Regions from separate parts of the Sus scrofa genome. Here region 1 is linked to region 2. The links are chromatin contacts, called in public promoter capture Hi-C maps. All regions are on one chromosome and are shown on one strand. The core of a region is the stretch at or near the end of the contact, and the rest is flanking DNA. Distances in the headings are between cores, read along the strand shown.

Region 1 (5,914 bases), core at 1,120-3,619, 1.3 Mb after region 2:
GAGAGTAGATGGATAGGATACCCTTTACTGATCCAAAGGCTATGGAAGGAGAGTTTGGAAGGAATATGATATACAGGTTGAGTCTGACATGCCCCAGTCACCCAGATCAAAGTGTAGCAAAGGCAGTTAGAAACATGAATCTACAGCTCAAGAGCAAGATCTCAGCTTGAGTATGAGTTGGACAGTTTTTGGCAGAGGGCATTTGAAGATACTGGAAAAGGATGAGATCTCTAGGAAAGTGCGTATGGTGGGTCTCAAGAAGAGTGCTCAGCTTAGCAGGATTGCCGTATTGAGGAGGTGGCTAAAGGAGAGGCTGTCTGTTTAAAAAAAAAAAAAAAAAAAAAAAAAGAGGTAAAAGGAAAAACTATAAGAGTGGAGGGAAGAGCACATTTGGAGGAGAGAATGGGCAATCGTATAAAAATGCCAGAATGAGGTCTTGAAGATGATGACTGACGCTTGTCTGGGAAAATTCAGAGCTGCTTCAAGGGTGTGGTAACAACAGAAGCTAGACTGGAGAGGAGTGGGACATGAGAGAACGCCCATGGGATAAGAGACAATTGCGTGTGGAGAGGGAGTTAAGGAGAGGTATCTTAAAGAAATGAGAGACTTAGCCTCGTTCAAGTACTAGACAGAAATGCCAATAGAGAAGGAAAGGTTGACAATAACGCAAGGAAAGGGGAGTATTCTTCAGCCCAAAGAGAGTGCAGGAGGGGCTCTAGAGTACCAGGCTAGGGAACTCTCACAGGAAGTCAGTACGGGGCGGGGCCTAGATTTGGATACTCTCTTGCTTCCTGAAAGATGTTTGCTTTAAGAGCCAGAAAGAGCTATAACAGACATGAAACCCCGGGGAGAGAACTGCCGGTTTCAATAAAAAAAAGGATAATGGAAAGTCAGTATCATGGTCTCGGGTGACCTCTGCGAGAGCAGTTTCAGTAGCTTCGAGGCAACGGCAACGGAAGTCACGCTGCCGGTTTAGAGAGGGAGTAGGTGGCGAAGAAAAGGGTGCAGCGGGTGCAAACCAGCGCCGGAGAAAACGGGTTGTGAAAAGACAGCGACACGGGATGGTGCGGGGCGGGGCGGGGAGGAAGGGAAGACATTCCGAGAGTGTTAAAGAGCAACCTCGGTCAGAGCAGGTCATAGCTAGGAGGCCAAAGATGTGACCGACGGGCCTGGCCACCCTCGCTGCCGCGCTAAACCCCGCCAGGCGCGCGAAGTCCCAGAGCTTCTGCCCCCCGAAACAGAATAGCCCCACTGGCGGCCGCCAGGTTTCTCACTGGATTCTCAGAGCAGAGCCAGCCAGCCTGCCCACAGAGAGGGAAAACCCTCCCCACCAGGACCCACGACGCCCGTGGGCAGGACCGGGTCAGCGCCGCGGCCTTGAGGCCCATCGCCCGGCCGAGGCCCCAGGGGTCAGGGGCGACCGCAGAGCCGCAGCAGCCTTCCTCCCCGCCTCGCAGGACTGCGGACCCGGAGCTGCGTCACCCTCGTCCCGGCAGCGTCTGAAAGTCCCCGAGCCGGCGGTGCTCCGAAGCCCAGACCCGGCTCGCCGTAGCCGCCCTAGAACCCGCCGCTTACCGCCGAAAGGCAGCCGGCGCGGGGGTTTCCAACAAGCCGTCGACACCCCTCGGGAATTCCCCACCCGGCCACACACAAGCCCAACTTCTTCCTGCAAATTTCCGCAGCCGGTTTTATCCGTCTATACCCAGCGAGGAGACGTAGACCACTCCTCCCCACCCTGCCGCCCGCCCCAGCCCACCTTCTCCTTCCCTCATCCCGCGGAACCCCTCCGCCGCGCCCGAGGGAACCCGAAGGTCTTCGGCAAGTTCCGCCTCCAGAGCGGAGGGCGGGGCCGCTCGAGCTCCACCGGGCCGAGCTCGGCTGTTTCCGTGCGCGGCCGCTGCGCACTCGGCACTGGGCGGCGCTGGCTGGCTCCCTGGCTGCGAGTCCTCAGTCGGCGGCGGCTGCTGCTGCCTGTGGCCCGGGCGGCTGGGAGAAGCGGAGTGTTGGTGAGTGACGCGGCGGAGGTGTAGTTTGACGCGGTGTGTTACGTGGGGGAGAGAATAAAACTCCAGCGAGATCCGGGCCGCGAACGAAAGCAGTGACGGAGGAGCTTGTACCACCGGTAAGAGGAGCAGGAGGAGGAGGCAGGAGCCGGAGAGAGCCGGGGGGACGGAGGGGGGACGGGGAGGCGCCGGACACCCGCGCTCGGGGCCTTCCCCTCGCAGGAGGGGCCGCGGTAAAGATGGAGCCTCCGCCCGAGCCCCACACCATCGCCGCCGCTCGCAGCGAACAAAGAATAATGGCGGCGGACTGGAGCCAGCGGCGGCCGGGGCGGCAGCGACTCTGCCTGCAGCCAGCGGCGGCGCTCATGGCGGGGGGCGGCGGGCGGGGTGGGAGCCGGCGGCCGGGGGTGTGTGCGGGCGGCCGGCCGCGGAAAGCTGGCGCCCGCGTTCCCGCCGCCGCCGCCGCCGCCGCCGGGCCGGGCGCGGAGCCGGGAGCCCGGAGCCCGGAGTCGCCCCGGGGGAGGCCGCCCGCGGGCCCGGCCCGGCCCGGCAATGCCCACCGCGCCGCTCGCCGGCCCCCGCCGCCCGCCTCGCCCCCGGCCCAGCCTGACCCGGCCCGCTGTCCGCCGGGGCAGCGCGCCGGGGTGCCCGCGGGGGGTGGAGGAGGAAGAAGGCGACAGTTGAGGGCAGAGGAGGTGAAGGTGCCTGCCTTCCTGGTCGCCTCCGTGTCTGCCATGCCCGCTTCGCGAGGGGAAGCGCTGCTGCGTCTGACCTACTCTCCTCTCCACTCTCTTTGTGCAATAAAGTTCGAAACCCAAGGTTTCCTCTCGTACTGTATTTTATTCACGCCTTTTCCCTCGGCTCCCACCCCACTGGGAAAATGCTGTTTTCTGTGCTTTTCTGCTTAGATGAGGCGATGAGAACTCGCGCTTTTTAAGATAATTTTTGACTCTTTGCTCACCCTCTTTTTTTTTTTTTTAAGTTAGTAGTCATGGAAATGCATTCTTTGGGGGAGGAAGGGGGTGCTAAGAAAAACATATTTGTAATAACTTTTTAAAAACTGTTGGGATCTTGTAAAAGGGAAGCTGATGTTTGAGAACAAGTTTCGGTTTTAACCCTTTTCAATAAGGTTAATGCTCACTTGAGAGCTATCATTCTGAAACACTTCGTTGAAACGAATATTAGGCGATGTACTTTTGTTTTACATCACTTTTTTTTTTTTTTTTTTGGCCTGACGTGCCTTTGGCGTTGGGTCTTCAAGATCTACCCTCGAACCCCTACCGTGTTTCTCACGCAAATAAGAGATTGGTTAATACTAATTCTAAAAATAGGTATCTAAAAGTATCCATTATCTGTCTCCTGTACTAGGTAACCCCAGCCTCAGACCGACAATAATTTAAACCACAAGATTTATTTTTTCTTTGCCTGTTAGGGAAAAGGGACAGCAGAAAAGTCATTGACACATCAAAGATTAAAAGACAATTTTTAAAGGACCAGAGATATGACCTATTTAAGTTTGTCTTACTTCCCTTCTTGAGAAGTTAGAATTTCGTGCTAGCCTTAGCTTGCTTCATTTCTGCCTTCTTAAAGTTAAGTATAAAAGATGCTTTTCGTCGCCAGCTATTGAAATCTTTTACACTCATTTCCTAATTTGAAAGTAAAGCCAAAATGGTTATTTTAGGTGGTACAAAAGACGAGCTCGGATTTGTTTTCAAAATATCTGTCACAGTGTGATAGAATTGTGATTGATACAAGGTTTCTTGTTAGGAATAAATATTGTTAGTAGAAGCACTGTCTTCTGATTTTCTCTATCCAAGTCACTTTTGCAAAACCTGCCTTGCTGTATTGCAAGTCTTTAAAAAACCACATTAACATTTTGTCATTGCCAAGAAACTTGATTAAGAAGATATAATAAAGAGTTTTCCCATAGGATTGGAAAGATGTTTTATTTCCAAACACTGAGGAAATTATAGGATTGATGATACTGTAGATTACTGGTTTTCCTTAAGAATTTTTCTGCAAATCCGCATAACTTGGGAAGAATTTTTTTCCCTTTAGAGAGACAATGACTCTGATTTTGTGAAAGTTTTAAAAAATGTTTTCCGATGGGCTTTTTTCTTCAGTCTTATCCAAAAGATCTTTTAAATTTTATTTATAAATTCATAATCTGTAATTCTTAGCAATCTCAGGTTAGATTCAAACTTGTGTATTCTTTAATATTTGAATATTCATTTGTAGCTTGGTACTAAGTTGTACTTTTGTTCCCTTCCAGGGGCTAGCAAAAATTACAGTTAAATCTGCTTAAACCTTTTTTCTTTCTTTTTAATGGACATATTTAGAAAAGCATTGAGTCTGACACAGATTGAAAAATGTTAAAGGGACACTTCTTATGAAATTTAAAATTTCAGTGTTACCCCTTTTGAATTTTTTTTCCGCCGCATAAGGACCTAAGGAAACTTAGAAACCTGATTCATAAAATAGCACCTTCCTTTTTCTCCTTTCTGAAATTTATATTATTGATTAGATCTGATTAATAGAAAATGTTTCTTCATAGAGAAGTAGCTTTATTTTGTCTTTCAATCTTAGATATTGAATTTTGTTTTGGTAATAGTAAAACCAAATATATATCCCCCACTTTACTTCATTTGAAAAATCTTTCTACCTTTTTTACACAGTAGAAAAAAATGATTTACTTGTAATCTAATGCTTAAAATGTATCACTGAAATTTATAATTTCATTTATTCTATAAATATCTTACCAGGTGTAGTTAAATAGACTTGTTTATAGCCACCCTGAGACCTAATCTTGTAAGCATATCTTTCTTGTGTATAGTGTCACTTCCAGTGACCTCTCCTTTATTGAGTTAGAGCCCAAATCTGAATTTAAGGATATAGTAGATAGGGAATGGAAAAAAATGAAAGAATCTTACTCCTGTATACTCATTTTTGCATTATCACTTGTGACACAATTTGTTAGCACTTACTGTGACAGAGAATGTAGTTAATGGAAAGAGTATTGGGTTTGGAATCACAGGCCTGGGTTTGAATCCTGCTAGGCCTCTGCTATTTTGTGCCTACACTCAAGGAATTTTGGGACTTACCGGAGGTCTGGACCCCTCTCAGCCTTAGTTTCCTTATCTGTTAAATTAGAATAATACCAGCTACTTTGTAGGATTGAGAGAGAATTATAGGACTTCCTTGGGGATTCAGTTAATGACAGCTATTCATTTTTAAGCTTTAACTTCCTAGCTGTGGAAGCTTGGGCAAGTTTCTTCTCCATACCTGAGGTTCCTTGGTTGTAAGTGTATAGTATCTGTCTCATACAAATGTGGGAATTAAATATAAGTGGAAACATATTAAATGCCTGGTTCAAGTGCTCAACAAATGGGCCAGAAACTGCAGTGAATCCAAAGATGAACTACACTGTTGTGTTTCTACCCTCAAGGAACTTTGGGGGACATAATAACTAATAAGGCAGAATATATAAGCAGTCAAAGAAAAGAAATCACACTTGATGAAGATGGAAGAAAGGAGCATTATGTTTTTATATTTCCAATTTTATTTTTTAGTAAGTTCATTCAGATTCTCCGTAATTCAAAATGTAAAATATAAACGGGCAAAAAGTCCTGGGTTTTACCCCCACCCCCCAGTCATCCAAGTGTTACCAATTTCTTATGTGTCCTTTCAGAGATACTCTGTTTATACACAAGCAAATATGTTTGTGCTCTCCTCCCCAACCCCCTTTTTATTTTACAAATGGTAGTGTGCTGTATACACTCCTATATCTTCACTTCATATGGCTTAGTATTTGGTTTGTGTCAGTGCATAAAGATCTTCATTCTTTTAAATCATTTGGATGTACCTGTTAAGCAATTAGTGAGCTGATGTTATTTTTAGATCTTATGTGACCT
Region 2 (5,647 bases), core at 2,839-5,338:
CCATCGTGGCACAGTGGTTAACGAATCCGACTAGGAACCATGAGGTTGCAGGTTCGGTCCCTGCCCTTGCTCGGTGGGTTAACGATCCGGCGTTGCCGTGAGCTGTGGTCTAGGTTGCAGACCTGGCTCGGATCCCGAGTTGCTGTGGCTCTGGCATAGCTCCGATTCAACCCCTAGCTTGGGAACCTCCATATGCCACAGGTGCGGCCCTAGAAAAGGCAAAAAGACAAAAAAAAAAAAAAAAAAAATTTTTTTTTGTTGTTTTAGGGCTGCACCTATGGCATATGGAAGTTCCCCAGCTAGGGGTAAAATCGGAGCTGTAGCTGCCAGCCTACACCACAGCCACATCCATAGCAACACCAGATCCAAGCTACATCTGTGACATATGCCACAGCCTGCAGCAACACTGGATCCTTAACCCACTGAATGAGGCCAGGGATCAAACCAGCATCCTCATGGATACTGGCTGGGTTCTTAAGCCACAATGGAAATGCCACTGTTTCTATTTTTATTTAAAACAAAATATGGGTTTAGGGTCTTTCAAGAAACATTTTCCATAGATCTATGAATTCACAAAGATAGAAAGTCTAGTACACACAAATGTAAATTAAAAAAAAAAAATACTCACCACATCCTTTAGGAGACTTAGAAAGGCCAATTAAGGCCCTTGTTACAGGTATCCTTAACATACTGCTAAGAATAAAACAAAGAAGAAATATATTATCATAGGAGAAAAACCTTCTAATTACAAACATTTTGGTAACATTTTATGGTTTTACAGCACTTTATACACATTATTTCACTGAATATTTATCAGTCCTGATATTTTTCCTCAAATTCTCCTTAGACAGAACTTGACTTGTACATCATCAAGAAGCTAAGAAGGAGCAGCCAGCATATAAATTTGAGCCTTCTAATTCTATAAAAGGGCAGTTTTGTTGTCCTTAACTATAAACAAATGATCAAACTTGAAACATAATAAAAGTGAGCGTATCATTAATAGATAAAGCCTATTTTTCTGCTTTGATTTCCTGCTAATTTTCGTTGATATTCTGAGCAGTTATCTATTAAATGCTCCCAAGATATTCTGAGCTGGCCCACAAGCCCAAGCCTTTAAGTGTCTGGAGTGCTATTTTCTGGGCCAAGTAGTAATTTATCTTACAAATTTGCAATTACCTATTTATGTGCCTATTCTACACACACTGTGTTATAAACTTCTTGAATCTTTCTATCCTCAGTATCTACCCCCAAGGTTGGAATACAGTAAGCTCTAAAACGGTGGTTCTCAACAAGAAACAATTTTGCTTCCCAGGGAACATTTAACAATGTCCAGACAACTTATCTGTTGTCACGACTACAATACTCAGAAGAGTCTCCTATAATCAAGAATTGTCTAGAGTGTCAACAGTGTTGAATATGAGAAACCCTCTCTCAAAGATTTGCTGATTACTGAAATAAATGGAAATAATGGAAGTAGATCATATAACACCAACTGACATACATAAAAAACAGACAGAAAAGTTATCCTTTCAGAGTTTTTTATCCATTCACTTGATGGTATTGGCTAAGCAATGAACTTACTACTTGATTATATGGGCTAAGCATCTAACTTTTCATTTGGAACTCTTGAAAATGCAAATTATGTGATCGGAATGTATCACATAAAGAATTTCAAAGGTTAAAGGAGGGGGAAAATAGTACATATATATAAGTTTTAAGCATAGGGTTTCAGGTACCTATTACAGATAGTATATAACAGGAAATTTCATTAGTTCAAGCTTCAATAACTCATGAAATTCATTAATTCAGAATTTATGATATTGAACTTACAGACATTTGTCACCTTCTAGTGAGTGGCTTTTTGGTAAATCAGAGTCTCTGCTTCCTTATCTAAAGAAGAAAGCAATCCTAGGCTAGGTATTATCAGTAGGCGGCTCAATAAATACCAGTAGAAGCTGAACTCAATCAATTAGGCAGTACTACCCACTGAAAATCAGTTTTAAAGTGCTTTTTTTCCTTTGTGCTCCTTCTCTTTCCTATTGGCACACACTATATATGTGTCTTTATTATTCCACCTACTAAACTACAGGTTAGTAAACAACTTCAGTACCTACTAAACTATAGGCTCCTTGAAAAGGAAGGGTGCACTTTGGTCATCTTCCTTTTCTGAAGACCTAGCATGGTGCCCTTGAGAAAATAATCATCAAATAGAGTTGACCATTAAACAATATAGGTTTGAACTTTGCAGGTCCACTTATAGGTGAATTTTTTTTCAATAGTAAATACTATAGGAGTTCCCATCATGGCTCAGCGGTTAACAATCCAACTAGGAACCATGAGGTTGCGGGTTCAATCCCTGGCCTTGCTCAGTGGGTTAAGGATTCGGCGTTACTGTGAGCTATGGTGTAGGTTGCAGATGCAGCTCGGATCCCACGTTGCTGTGGCTCTGGCATAGCCTGGACCCCTAGCCTGGGAACCTCCATGTGGCACGGGAGGGGCCCAAGAAATGGCAAAAAGACAAAAAAAAAAAAAGTAAATAATACAATTACAAGATCTGAGGTTTGTTGAAACCTCACACCCAAACCGTGGATACTGTCACATTTCACAGTGACCCATTTATATGGCATTCTCAGCTTAGACTGCATAAGAGGAAATACATGTAGTGAAATGTTGAGGAAAAAAAAAGTGGATATCACCAAATTCCAGAATATGCAGAATCTGTCCTATTAAAATATATTGATATGAAGGTAAAAATGAATTTGCTGAATTAGAGTAATGACAGATTCAAATTCAAAAATCAGTATTTCATACAACGATGTAAAAACGCTGGAAGACTTTTTTGACCAGCCCAGCTAAAATGTCCTAACTACTCCCCAGTCATATCACCATTTAATTCTTCTTAGTAGATTCATTTCTGGCTTATAGTGGGCGATCAATAACTGTCTGCTAAATGAACTCTATCTCCACTCTCTGGCCATAACTTAATGTCACTTCTCTGCTATTAAAGAATGCAGGTGTTCTGGCAAACGCATAACACCCCGCTTAAAGATGCACATACAACTCGGTGGAAAAAAAGGACATTCCATAAAAAACTAATTTGCTGTTTATTCATCAGAAACAGTTCACCGTTACATTTCCTACACCCTCAATTCGTATTTGAGCAGAGTCGTCTCTGATACACGATTTTACAGTACATGTACTAGTTCCCCCAAACTTTTAAACAACGTAGCTTTTTGTTATTCGCACTGCAACCTTGGGACAAATTTTAAAATGTCCTTTTCTTCAGTTTCCCCACCAGTGAAAGAGTTAATAAGTGTTATCCAATCCATAAACATAACCAAATAATAAGAGGCATGTACGGTTGCTAAGGCAACAGCAACGAAAGATGCACTGTACCAGGTTTTGTGCTAATTTGGTGGAAAATGCTCCGTCTTTAGGCCCATGTCACTTGGCACAGGTCCTCTCTCGGGGAACAATACGGCCTTCTCTCCAGGTAGAGGACTGTCCTGCATTCCCTTGCAGAAGGAAGGTCACCCACAAGGCTGCATTCGGGTTAGCGCTCCCCCCGGGCCTCCAGACCTCTCCTCCTCTCTGTTCCATCATACCAGAAACCTTGACTAACAGACCTCACCTGCCGGCTTTCTGAGGGTTCCCCAGGAGGCAGGGTGGAACGGGGTACCCAGTCAAGGACAAGAGGAGAAATGAGTCGGTTGGACCAAAGGAAAGAGTCTCATCAAGGAACAAACTCCGAGGGCCAAGGTACCTCAGCCTTCTCACCCAAACACGACCTCACCTTTTCCCTGGAGCCGCCGAGGATGGCTGCTCTGCAGAACCGTCTACACCGCAACGACCCCTTCAAAGGCCGATTTGCTTATTCAATATGGCGGCCTCGGGCATCTCCGTCAGCCAGTCCTGCAAGAACGGAAAGCCGGGAGGGACCAGAAACCCCAGTTCAACAACTTCCCGCGTAGATTGAGTTCAGCAACTTCCGTCAGTTTGACAGAGGGCGGGGCGGAGGGCGTTGCAGCCGGGAGCGGGGGCGGGGTAGAAGGGTTGGCTCAGACCTGCAGTTCCGCCGGAAGTGGCCTGGCGGCCCAGGCCGAACGTCTTCGGTCATCTCCGGTGCTTCAAAAGGCTCTTCTTGTAATCTTCCGAAGCCCTTGGCGATAGTAATTTGAGAAATATCCATTTTATTAATGATTTGCAAACACAGAGAAATACCGGTGGGCAATCTGTCGGCCTATTTCAGAGCCCTTGATTTTTACATTGTGGAAGCGTAAAGTGCTTTAACCTTTAACCTCTAACCTCCGGCCAGGGGCATCGGAGAGAAACGCCTCCGTCTCTATATAAGGAATTTCCGGGCTTTTTGCGGCCTTTTTCCTCTTAGCGTTAGGCTCCCTCGCCTGCGCTCCTTTTTTCCTCCGCTGCGGCCCAGTTCCCAGATCGACAATCGCCATGGGTTTTGGAGACTTGAAAAGCCCCGCCGGCCTCCAGGTGCTCAACGACTACCTGGCAGACAAGAGCTACATCGAGGGGTGAGCGGACCGGCAGGGGCGGCCGGGTGCGGTGGGGCCACGTGGCGCGGCCTCGGCTGCTGCTGGAGGAAAGGAAGCCTGGACCCAGGGCTCTCCCGGGGGAAGGGGCTGCAGAGAGAGAAGGGTTAAAGAGGTGCTTTCTTTTCGATTACTTGATTCAACTAGGTTTTTCTGCGTTTTGCTCAGTTAACAGATGGAAGCCTGTAGACATGGCGTTAGTGATTGCAATTTCCGAGGTCTACTAAGTGTCAGGCATGTCTCAGGATAGCGCGGAGAACTGAGTAGATAATCCCTGATCCTAAGGAGCTTTTTTTTTTCTCCTTTTCTCAAATAGCTAAAGCACCTTAGGGCCCCCTAACAAATGGGCGCGTTCTCATTCAATAATTTGAGGGTCGTAGCGTTTGTCATTTATTTGCTGGTGTTCGTAGCTTTTTTTTTTTTTTTTTTTTTTTTTGAGGTGTGTATAACTAGTTTTGTATCATGGACAGGTATGTGCCATCACAAGCAGATGTGGCAGTTTTTGAAGCAGTCTCCGGCCCACCACCTGCTGACTTGTGTCATGCCCTACGTTGGTATAATCACATCAAATCTTATGAAAAAGAAAAGGCCAGGTAAAATTATCTTTGTGTTCATCTGAAGAATGGACTGATTTTAAGGTTAAACTTGGGATTTTCGCGTGACAAATTAGGATTCTGGCGACTTCATGTTTGTTGGGATATTGTAAGCTAAATTTCTGTGACTTTAGAAGACCAAGAGACTGGAATTCTCCATTTTTTCATGTAACAGGTAGGACATGAACAATTTTGATAAAAAGCAAATCAGGTGAAATGGAAAGTTTTACTCAAGCCACAATGAGAATTACAACTTGTGAAAAGCCCCTCAGAAACATCTGAGAACTGTTCCACCCATAGAAGTTCTTGAGATAGGGCCGTATGTTGAATGACATGTTACTAACAGTTTATACAATCCAAATCTACAGGTGCAAAGCAAATAGTTTGTTGTGGGTCATGGTGGCCCAAGATTAGGAAAGAATGTTACCTGTAAGGAGGCTTGGTTAATGCAGATGCACAGTATACATAAAAGGGGAGAGAGGAGGCACAAACTGGGGAGAG

The links. Promoter capture Hi-C pulls out the DNA fragments that hold promoters and counts their contacts.
Region 1: a promoter capture Hi-C map of liver shows a contact between it and region 2, with 3 times the contacts expected there. The contact joins the promoter of LOC102167165 here to the promoter of EEF1B2 in region 2. A contact is called at or near these places in 2 of 5 promoter capture datasets (fetal skeletal muscle and liver) and 1 of 2 datasets of contacts at active chromatin or transcription factors (alveolar macrophages).

Annotation. Positions count from the first base shown.
Region 1 is chr15:110,703,655-110,709,568 of Sscrofa11.1, forward strand. LOC102167165 reads right to left here and starts at 2,370. Exons shown (of 3, transcript XM_021074736.1): 1 at 2,172-2,370; 2 at 1,757-2,110. The coding sequence starts at 2,370. CREB1 (cyclic AMP-responsive element-binding protein 1) reads left to right here and starts at 1,894. Exons shown (of 9, transcript XR_002339130.1): 1 at 1,894-2,122.
Region 2 is chr15:109,447,813-109,453,459 of Sscrofa11.1, forward strand. It overlaps EEF1B2 (eukaryotic translation elongation factor 1 beta 2), which reads left to right and starts at 4,089. Exons shown (of 6, transcript NM_001243524.1): 1 at 4,089-4,535; 2 at 5,024-5,146. The coding sequence starts at 4,456. It overlaps NDUFS1 (NADH-ubiquinone oxidoreductase 75 kDa subunit, mitochondrial), which reads right to left and starts at 4,001. Exons shown (of 19, transcript XM_003133603.5): 1 at 3,794-4,001; 2 at 629-693. The coding sequence starts at 689.